2 separate regions of the Zea mays genome follow, and region 1 is linked to region 2. Evidence: chromatin contacts called from public Hi-C data. All regions are on one chromosome and are shown on one strand. The core of a region is the stretch at or near the end of the contact, and the rest is flanking DNA. Distances in the headings are between cores, read along the strand shown.

The links. A called contact is a pair of places that touch in the nucleus more often than the background predicts.
Region 1: a contact with region 2 is called in a Hi-C map of leaf, with 2.9 times the contacts expected there. The contact joins the promoter of LOC103635893 here to the promoter of LOC100191451 in region 2. A contact is called at or near these places in 2 of 25 Hi-C or Micro-C datasets (leaf and tassel).

Annotation. Positions count from the first base shown.
Region 1 is chr8:130,485,279-130,489,863 of Zm-B73-REFERENCE-NAM-5.0, forward strand. LOC103635893 (cullin-1-like) reads left to right here and starts at 2,813. Exons shown (of 18, transcript NM_001346824.1): 1 at 2,813-3,181; 2 at 3,305-3,404. The coding sequence starts at 3,042.
Region 2 is chr8:130,176,728-130,180,802 of Zm-B73-REFERENCE-NAM-5.0, forward strand. LOC100191451 reads right to left here and starts at 2,163. Exons shown (of 4, transcript NM_001136884.1): 1 at 1,463-2,163; 2 at 736-811; 3 at 548-663; 4 at 1-469. The coding sequence starts at 2,018.

The sequences.
Region 1 (4,585 bases), core at 1,563-4,062, 310 kb after region 2:
TGGGATCACGAAGTCCGGAGAAATCCCAACTGAAGTCAGGGTCGTCTTCTTCCTCAGAACCCGCAGGTCTGGAGGTTGAGACGGTCGTCAGTCGGTCCCAAGTTGACCACATATGGTACCCTGGAAGGTCAGGATATGCCCTCGCGAAAGCGCTCACCGAAGCGGGGTCGCTTGGTGGATCGAAGCAGAATCTAAAGGGAACATGGTGGAAAATGGATGGTACCTCTTGGTTGATGGACGGTGGCGAAGTCGCATCGGGGACGGACTGCACCGTTATCTCAGGTACGAGGCTAACGCCCAGCAAGTCCTTCGCGAGGGTGCTGGCGTCATCAGTCCGCTTGGGGTTGGCACGTTGCGGGGAAGCGACACCCGTCGTTGTCTCAGGTGCGAGGATAACACCCGACATGTCCCCCGCAGGGGTGCCGGTGTGGTCGACTCGCTCTGGTCCGACAGCCGACGAGGTGCCGCCTCCTGCCCGGCCACGGTTGCCCCGTCTCCTCCTCCTCTGGCGAGGAGGGTGGTGGGGCAAACCCGGGTGTTCCTCTTCTGCCACGGGGGGAAGTCGTCGTCGAGTTCGCCTCCGCCGGGCGAGCCGACGGCCGTCGTTGTTGTCGTGCTGCGAGGGGAGGAGTACATGTCGTAGCCACCATCGCGGGTCATGAACTCGAGACTCCCGAAGCGGAGCACCGTCCCCGACTGAAGAGGCTGCTGAAGGCTACCCATCTGGAACTCAACGGGAAAGTATTCGTTAACACGCAGCAGACCCCTACCTGGCGCGCCAACTGTCGGCGTTTCGGACCCACGAGGACCGTCAACCGACCAGTGAATTTGTCGCTGTGTGTCCCTGCCCAGATGGGTTGATGCAAGATGGAACACAAGCGGGGGGATGAGGCTTATATTATCTTGCACCGGGGTGCTCGTAGTAGGGGTTACAAGCGTTGCGAGAGAGCGAGGGCGAGAGAGAGAGAAAGAGAGGGTTCGGCCTTGAGGTGAGTTGTCTGAGTCTGCCTCTACCGCGTCTCTCCTACTCTGCCTACCTCTGCTCGCCTGCCTTCGCCCTCCGTCCGTCCCCCCCCCAGGAAGGCCTTGGACATCTCCTTTTATAGATACAAGGAGATGCTCAGCTGTACAATGGGGGTGTAGCTATGCGCTAACGTGGCTGGCGGAGAAGTGCCTTGAGCCCTGTACATGTGCTAACGTGGCTGGCGGAGAAGTGCCTTGAGCCCTGTAGAAGCGCAGCTGGCGGTGCGGCATGGATCCTGCTGACGTTTCCTTGCTTCCGTAGGGAGCTGAGAGCCATCGACGTCATGGTCGCACACGGGGAACCATCATTACTTGCTATCGGAGTAGTTTGATGTGACTCCAGTCTTGTTCCTTCGTAGCAAAGGGTGGCTAGCTAGCGGTAGGGTAATGATGCATCCCCTGTAGCGTAGTCGGTCCGAGGCCGAGGTCGGGTGAGGCGGAGACTTCTCCCGAGACCGGGGTTGAGGTCGGGCGAGGATGTGACTCCTCCCGAGGCCGAGGCTGAGGCCGAGGCCCGAGGTCGGGCGAGACGGGGACCTTCCCTCGAGGCCGAGGCCTGAGGTCGGGCGAGGCGGAGACCTTCCCCGAGGCCGGGGCTGAGGCCGAGGCCTGGGGTTGGGCGAGGCGGAGCTCCTTGTCGCGCCCGAGGCTGAACTCGGGAGAGGTCACGACTTGCTGTTGCTAGTCCTACCCTGGTGGTTGACACAGTAGCCGGAGCGGGGCGAACAATGCTGTTTTCCTGTCAGAACGGTCAGTGAAAGGGCGAAGTGACTGCGGTCACTTCGACCTTGCCGACTGAGGCGCGCGTGTCAGGATAAGGTGTCAGGCGATCCCCGCATTAAATGCGCATGCGATACGGTCGGTTGGTAGGGCGATCCGGCCGAGGTCGCTGTACGACAAAGTTCGCCCGAGCTTAGCCTCGGGTAAGACGGGGGTGCGTCTGCTGACTGAGGGGACCCTCGGGCGAGGCGTGAATACGTCCGGGACTACCGTCCTTGCCCGAAGCTGGGCTCGAATGAGGTCACGTCCCTTGGTAGACGAGGCCTTGACTTGAACCGCGCTTTATCAGCTGTTTATGGTTTGTTTTGAAGATGTTTTCCAGCCGTGTTTAGGAGCATTGGGGATACCCCTAATTACGGTACCCGACACTACCGTTTCTCTCTACTAGCTCAGTCTTCAAGCTAGGACAAGTGGTACACGCACCTAACAAGATAGACCTAGATCTCAACTCGTCACGCTCATCTAGCAAGTTGGCGTACTTGATCTACAAAGTTGCGATGTTCGACATGTGTAGAGCGTACTTATCATATTCAGTCTCGTCAGACACCACAATAGAAGCTTTAGAAGACTCAAGCTCTATAAGCGTGCTCTCATACTTGAATTTAAAATCTTTCCTCCTACAAGCAGTAAGCCTAAGCAGCTTATCCTGATAAGCCAAAGCAGTCGTTAGTACCTTAGTGGCGAGATCGTCGGTGGAATATACTAACAAAGAGTTTAATTTTTATGCATAAGAATTTTTGGAAACAGATAGTTATAGGGAATATAGGGAATAGGTATGAGGTGCTACAAATTGTCAAACTTGATAAATTTATACTCTCTTCGTCATAAAATATAATTTACTTTGGACAAAATATACATTCGCTCAATAAGTTATGAATGTAGTTTGTATATATTCTATATTATTTATTTAAATGTGGATGGAAAAAGAGAACTTAAAAGAAAAGAGTATTTAAAGATAAAACAGTGATTTAAGCATATGCTATCCACTCCCGTCTCTCGGACTCTCGGTGCGGAGGAACCAGTCTAAGCCACCACCCAGGCCCAGCTCACCTCTTTCCTCTCTTCTCATGCCCACGCGCTCGCCTATCTCATAGTCCTTCCCCATTCCGCCTCTCTAGCTGGCCTGTCGAGGACCCTCGCCATCCTCCCCAGGCGCACCACCAAACGGTCCAAACCCCCAGCGGCGGCGCTAGGATTTGAGTCTCAGCGCGCCGGCACCGCCACCGCCACCGGCGGTGATGGCAGGGCAGGAGCGTAGGACAATCGATCTGGAGGAGGGATGGGCGTTTATGCAGAAGGGTATCACCAAGCTGAAGAACATCCTCGAGGGCAAGCCCGAGCCTCAGTTCAGCTCCGAGGACTACATGATGCTCTACACGTGCGCCTCCTTCTCCCCTTACTCCTCCTCGCCGCCACCGTCTCCTGCGCAGCGGCCGCTTGGTTTCACACCGCGATCCGCCTCGATCCGGTTCTGATCTAGGTTTTGGTCCTCTTGTCGCAGGACGATATACAACATGTGCACGCAGAAGCCGCCGCACGACTACTCGCAGCAGCTCTACGACAAGTATCGGGAGTCGTTCGAGGAGTATATCACCTCCATGGTGAGCCTCCTGTTCATATCTATCTTTCCCATGTGAATGTCTGTATTAGAACTTCATTGTTTTGTATTTGCGGCGTTGTATTAAGGTTAGATTTCCTACTCAGAGAGGAGTAAGGCAGCTTGGATGGGAGTTTTTTTAGCTTTTGTTGACGGGGAACAAATCGTGCTCTCAGAGCCTGGGGCTCACATGAGCACTTCAAATCTGGTACGTTCTGTGAGCAATCAACGTTAAGGTGGGAGGGGATAAATGGAAAATTGCCATCGAATCGAAACTGAGTTGAAGGGAGGTAAATGAAAAATTACTGATCACTGTTGTATTGCTCACAAAGGGGCTGATTGGTTTGCTGCGCGCTGAACCAGGCTCGCGAGATGCAGGAAGCGCTAGTTTGGTTGCTTGGTCCAGCTACCGAGCTAGGCTCCCAGCATGCAAAAGTGCCCACTCTACCAGGCGCCGGGGAGACGTGAGAATCTGTTGTTTCGGGCGAGCCAGTCTCGAGCGGTGCAAGAACGAGCTGCTTTGGCAAGCATGCAGAGAAGAAAATGCTGCTGGGCCCGAGACATGCAGGCAACCAATCGTTCTGTGAGCAATCAACGTTAAGGTGGGAGGGGATAAATGGAAAATTGCCATCGAATCGAAACTGAGTTGAAGGGAGGTAAATGAAAAATTACTGATCACTGTTGTATTGCTCACAAAGGGGCTGATTGGTTTGCTGCGCGCTGAACCAGGCTCGCGAGATGCAGGAAGCGCTAGTTTGGTTGCTTGGTCCAGCTACCGAGCTAGGCTCCCAGCATGCAAAAGTGCCCACTCTACCAGGCGCCGGGGAGACGTGAGAATCTGTTGTTTCGGGCGAGCCAGTCTCGAGCGGTGCAAGAACGAGCTGCTTTGGCAAGCATGCAGAGAAGAAAATGCTGCTGGGCCCGAGACATGCAGGCAACCAATCGTTGTCTCCACCAGGCCTGGCTGTATAGATACGGAAACCAGTCAAAGCGCTACTGCACCTCTAGAGCCTGACTCCTGCTTTGGTGTATATGGCGATGTCCTCATTTCCTTCTGTGTTTCTGCTAAATGATACATTGATCACTAGTCAGGTTCATTCACTCTGTAGATGGACATTCTTTTGGGAAAAAATGAGAGTTGTTTGCCATATATGATAGGTGGTGAATTCTTATAGTATATAGAAT
Region 2 (4,075 bases), core at 913-3,412:
TTTACATATTGGTGCAACATCACTGCTTGAGGACCTGGTCTCAAAACATTCACATCGCCCCACTGGGAACATGGATCACTGAACCACCTCTTCCTTCCTGTGCACCAAGCACCAGGAACTGGTCCATGGCTCCAACGCTTGAGTATATTGCCGTCGATCTGGTCCAGCAGAGGATCATTCTCCTGAAACGGCCTTGCGAAGGGTGCCCCACTATCCACCATGTGACCATAATGTTCCCTGCTCGTGAAAAGGGACTTTTTCTGAGCGGAATCATCTTGCACCATGAACCTCAAGTCATTGTTCACAGTGAAATTACGGAAGTCCAGTGAGTTGCAGATGACTGTCTGGAAATACCCTTCCTGAGGTTGTATTACATTGTTGAAGTACATGAGAAGAATCCTAGGGAGATTCTCCCAAGCAAGAATGCAGTACTCTATAAATTGCCGGTTTAATATGACCCATGGAGAACCTATTACGGAGGAGATAAATTGGTGAGGAAATTATTAAGACCAATGAAAACAAAGCAAGCACAGAGAGCAAGAAATGCCTGTAAAGAACTTAAAAGCCTCAGGAGCTGCTCGTTTCTGTGTTCCTCGAAAGAAGTTGGTCCTCCCTGACAAGTAAATTCCAGCATCGACTATAATTTGTTGAACTTTCTCAGGTCTGCAAAGAAATTTTGATCAGTAACAATGCTGCCAACAGCTAAAATCATTTGCAAATTTAGATTCCCCATACTCTTTTGATCCAACGTCACCGGTGTGGTCAATGAAGTTAAGATCCCTTGGGACAGAAGAAAGGACATGAATCAGGTCTGCATCAGGGAAAAGCATAAAGATTTATAATGATCTCCATCAATTAATGAGGATAATCACACAATGATGACTTGCTGGAATAATTAATGAAGCACCGAAGCAGATTTCTGTAGAAGATAAAAGTTATTTGGAGAACCAGAATAACCATGATATATTATAGCATTCAAGAGTGATGTATAACAGAAATTTTGTAATCATGAACATCATTTGGCACAGGCTCTACAACAGACCTATATGTTTGGGTGCACACTTTAACAGATATAAGTATAGCAACAGCACAAGTTTTGGCATGTGCATTACTTATCAATAAATAAGGGGAGCCTCAATCTATTATTCCTGACAGTACAACTATCAATGCAAAGTAAGACTGACAGTGTGACTAATAGGCAACTGGAATCGTATGAAATGTGCATGGTTGACTCATGACTGGTTGTGCAGCTCTTCCATGTTATGAGTATTTGTTATTTGATATCAGTCAGGACAAACAAAGAGAACTTACATTTCCATTCAATGTCATCGCTAGAAGACTACTTGTAATTTCCATATAATAAAGGAAGAAGACTACCGAGTGTCGTTCTTTTGTAACCTACTAGATTGAACCAAGGAGATTTTTTTTCCTTAGAGATGCATAGATGCCAGTGTTGCCCTACCATCCTGTGTGACGAGGGGGTAGTCGGCGGCATTGAGGGTGAGGAACCAGTCCCAGTCAGCGTGGAGCCGGAGCAGCACGGCCGCAGCGCGGAGCGTGCCGGCGAGTCCGGAGGACCCCACGGGCGTCCCGGCGGTGGGATTGCCAATAATAACCACGTTCTCGAATGCTCCCACGGCGGGCGCCGCGGCGACGACCCCGGTGGCGAGGCTCAGGCGCTCGTCGTCTGGCGCGTCGGCGGAGAGGTGGAGCACGTACCGGTTGCGCGGGTGGTAAACCGCGAGGAGGAGCCTGAGGAGGCGGCGCCCGTCGCCGCGCGCGCCGGTCAGCAGGTACACCAGGCAGGGCGGCTCGCCGGGCCCGCGGCGGACGGCAGAAGCGGAAGCGGTGGTGTAAGGCAGGACGACACTTGGGAGGCGGAGACGCGGCGCGGATAGGAAGAGGAGTATGAGTGAGATGAGGAACGAGACGGCCGCCAGAGCGAGGAAGATGACCCGCCGCCACCGCTCGCCGGGGAGCCATCCCCCTGCGCCCCCTCTCGCAGACCCCATTCCCATGCCTATGGAGGGTACCGGGGGCGAGAGAGGAACGAGACGTAGGATTAAGTGCGCTTCAGGACGAGGCTATGGCGTGGCGGACCGGCTCGCCGGCGATGAGTCGCCGGAGGGTTAGATGCGGCGTCGTGACGTGGAGCATGGAGCATCGCAACTTTGTCTTGGTTTGTGCGAGTGGGCGGAGTTTCCGGGGGAGCGTCTGGAAGGTGGGCCGTGGGCCTGATCTAGCTTGCAGTCACACTTTTAGGGCCAATTAAAGTCCAACCTCTACCAAACGGACCAGCCTGCGTGTACAAATCTCAAATCTGTAGAGTGTAGACTCATCTCACTTTTAAAACTGTTCCATTTAGCTCCTGATCTATTTTTAAAATTGAAATGGTTTTAGTTGACTTGTCGCCAAGTTCATCGTTCTACGTAACTATGTCAACCACGAGTGAGGTAATAAGGTTTAAACAATAGTTCAGAGCTCAATTAAACTTTATCAAATAATTATATGAATATTTTTTTAAAAGTGTCCAAATATTTTGTGAAACTAAAATGCATCTAGAAATATTAAATATTATTTCATATTATAAAAATTATACATATTTTTAGGGGAATATCAGACCAGTTTCAGTTTTTCTAGAATCATGCTCTATGCTTTGTTCTTGCTTAAAATTATTTGAATTTTATATGTGCTTCTGAAATTTGAATTTAGGATAAATATGAAGTGGATGATGGAGGACAAGAAAAGTCATTGACGACCACAAGGGCTGGGCAAAAAACCCGTAACCCGAAACCCGAACCTGAAATACCCAAAACCCGAATTTTGTTGGGGAATTTCGGGTAGCAACTTGCAAAACCCGAATTTATTTTGGGTAATTCGGGTATCACAATCGGGTACCCGAAATACCCGAATTACCCGAACTTTCATGTGTCATGTACTCATGTCATGCTTAATTATTAATTTGTACATCTATAATTATGTGTAAGTGTGTATAACTTGTGATTGTAGATTGCTTGTGTTTTATATGCCCATGTATATCGTTATTCAAACTATATTTTTATACTAATTTAATAGGGTGTATGTGTTTTTATGAAGCCGACACAATAGTTCGGATAGTTCGAGAATACCCGAACCCGAAATTCTGGGTACCCGAATTTTCGAGAATTGCAAAACTCATTGTAATTTCGGATATCGATTCTCAAAACCCAAAATTTTAAAAACCCGAATTACCCGACCCGAAATTTTCGAGTAACCCGAATGTTGTCCACGGTGTGAATCACTGCTACCAAAGAGCAAACTTTAGAAAAAAATACGTATGCAGTTTGGTAATTTGGTATGCCCCATAATAAATTATACCAAAGTGAATGACCAACGAAAAAAATCATATTCAAATTGACAAAACCATTTGTTAGCTCGTTATCTATTATAAAAATTATAATGTGATTCGGTATGTATACACTAAATAACGTAACCACTCTTAGTTTCAAAATATTATATTGGAAACTTTAACACAATGTAAATAATTTACATACAATATTGATAGTTCAAGGCATAGACGTATAGATGAGATGATAGAATGTACTCGCTCCGTTTATATATGACATCGTTGATTTTTTAAAAAAAAACTTTGATCACTCGTCTTATTAAAAAATAAGTTATCATTTATTTTTTGTGATTTATTTTATCACTTAAGATGGTTTGTGCTTGACTTAAAATTTTACATTTTTGAATAAAACGAGTGATCAAAGTTTTCGAAAAAGGTCAACAGTGTCATATATTTATGAACGAAGGTAGTAGTTGATAGAAAACTCAAGTTGTTGAGCTCCTCTTGCATGACCAACACTCAGTCCGGATCCTGCGACACTTCTTCTACCCTGAAAGGCTCAATAGAAGAAACAAAATAGTAGTGCTCACAAAAATTTGTAATACGTGAACACGTAGTAACTCCCTTGCTAATGTCACCAAGGATTTGTCCACCGAATGATCCCTTTGAATGTTGGTGTGGACTTGGGTTGGAGGTGCATGTTGTACTTCTTCCTCCTCTCTTCATTCTAGTTCTTGTGCTCCCCCTTGA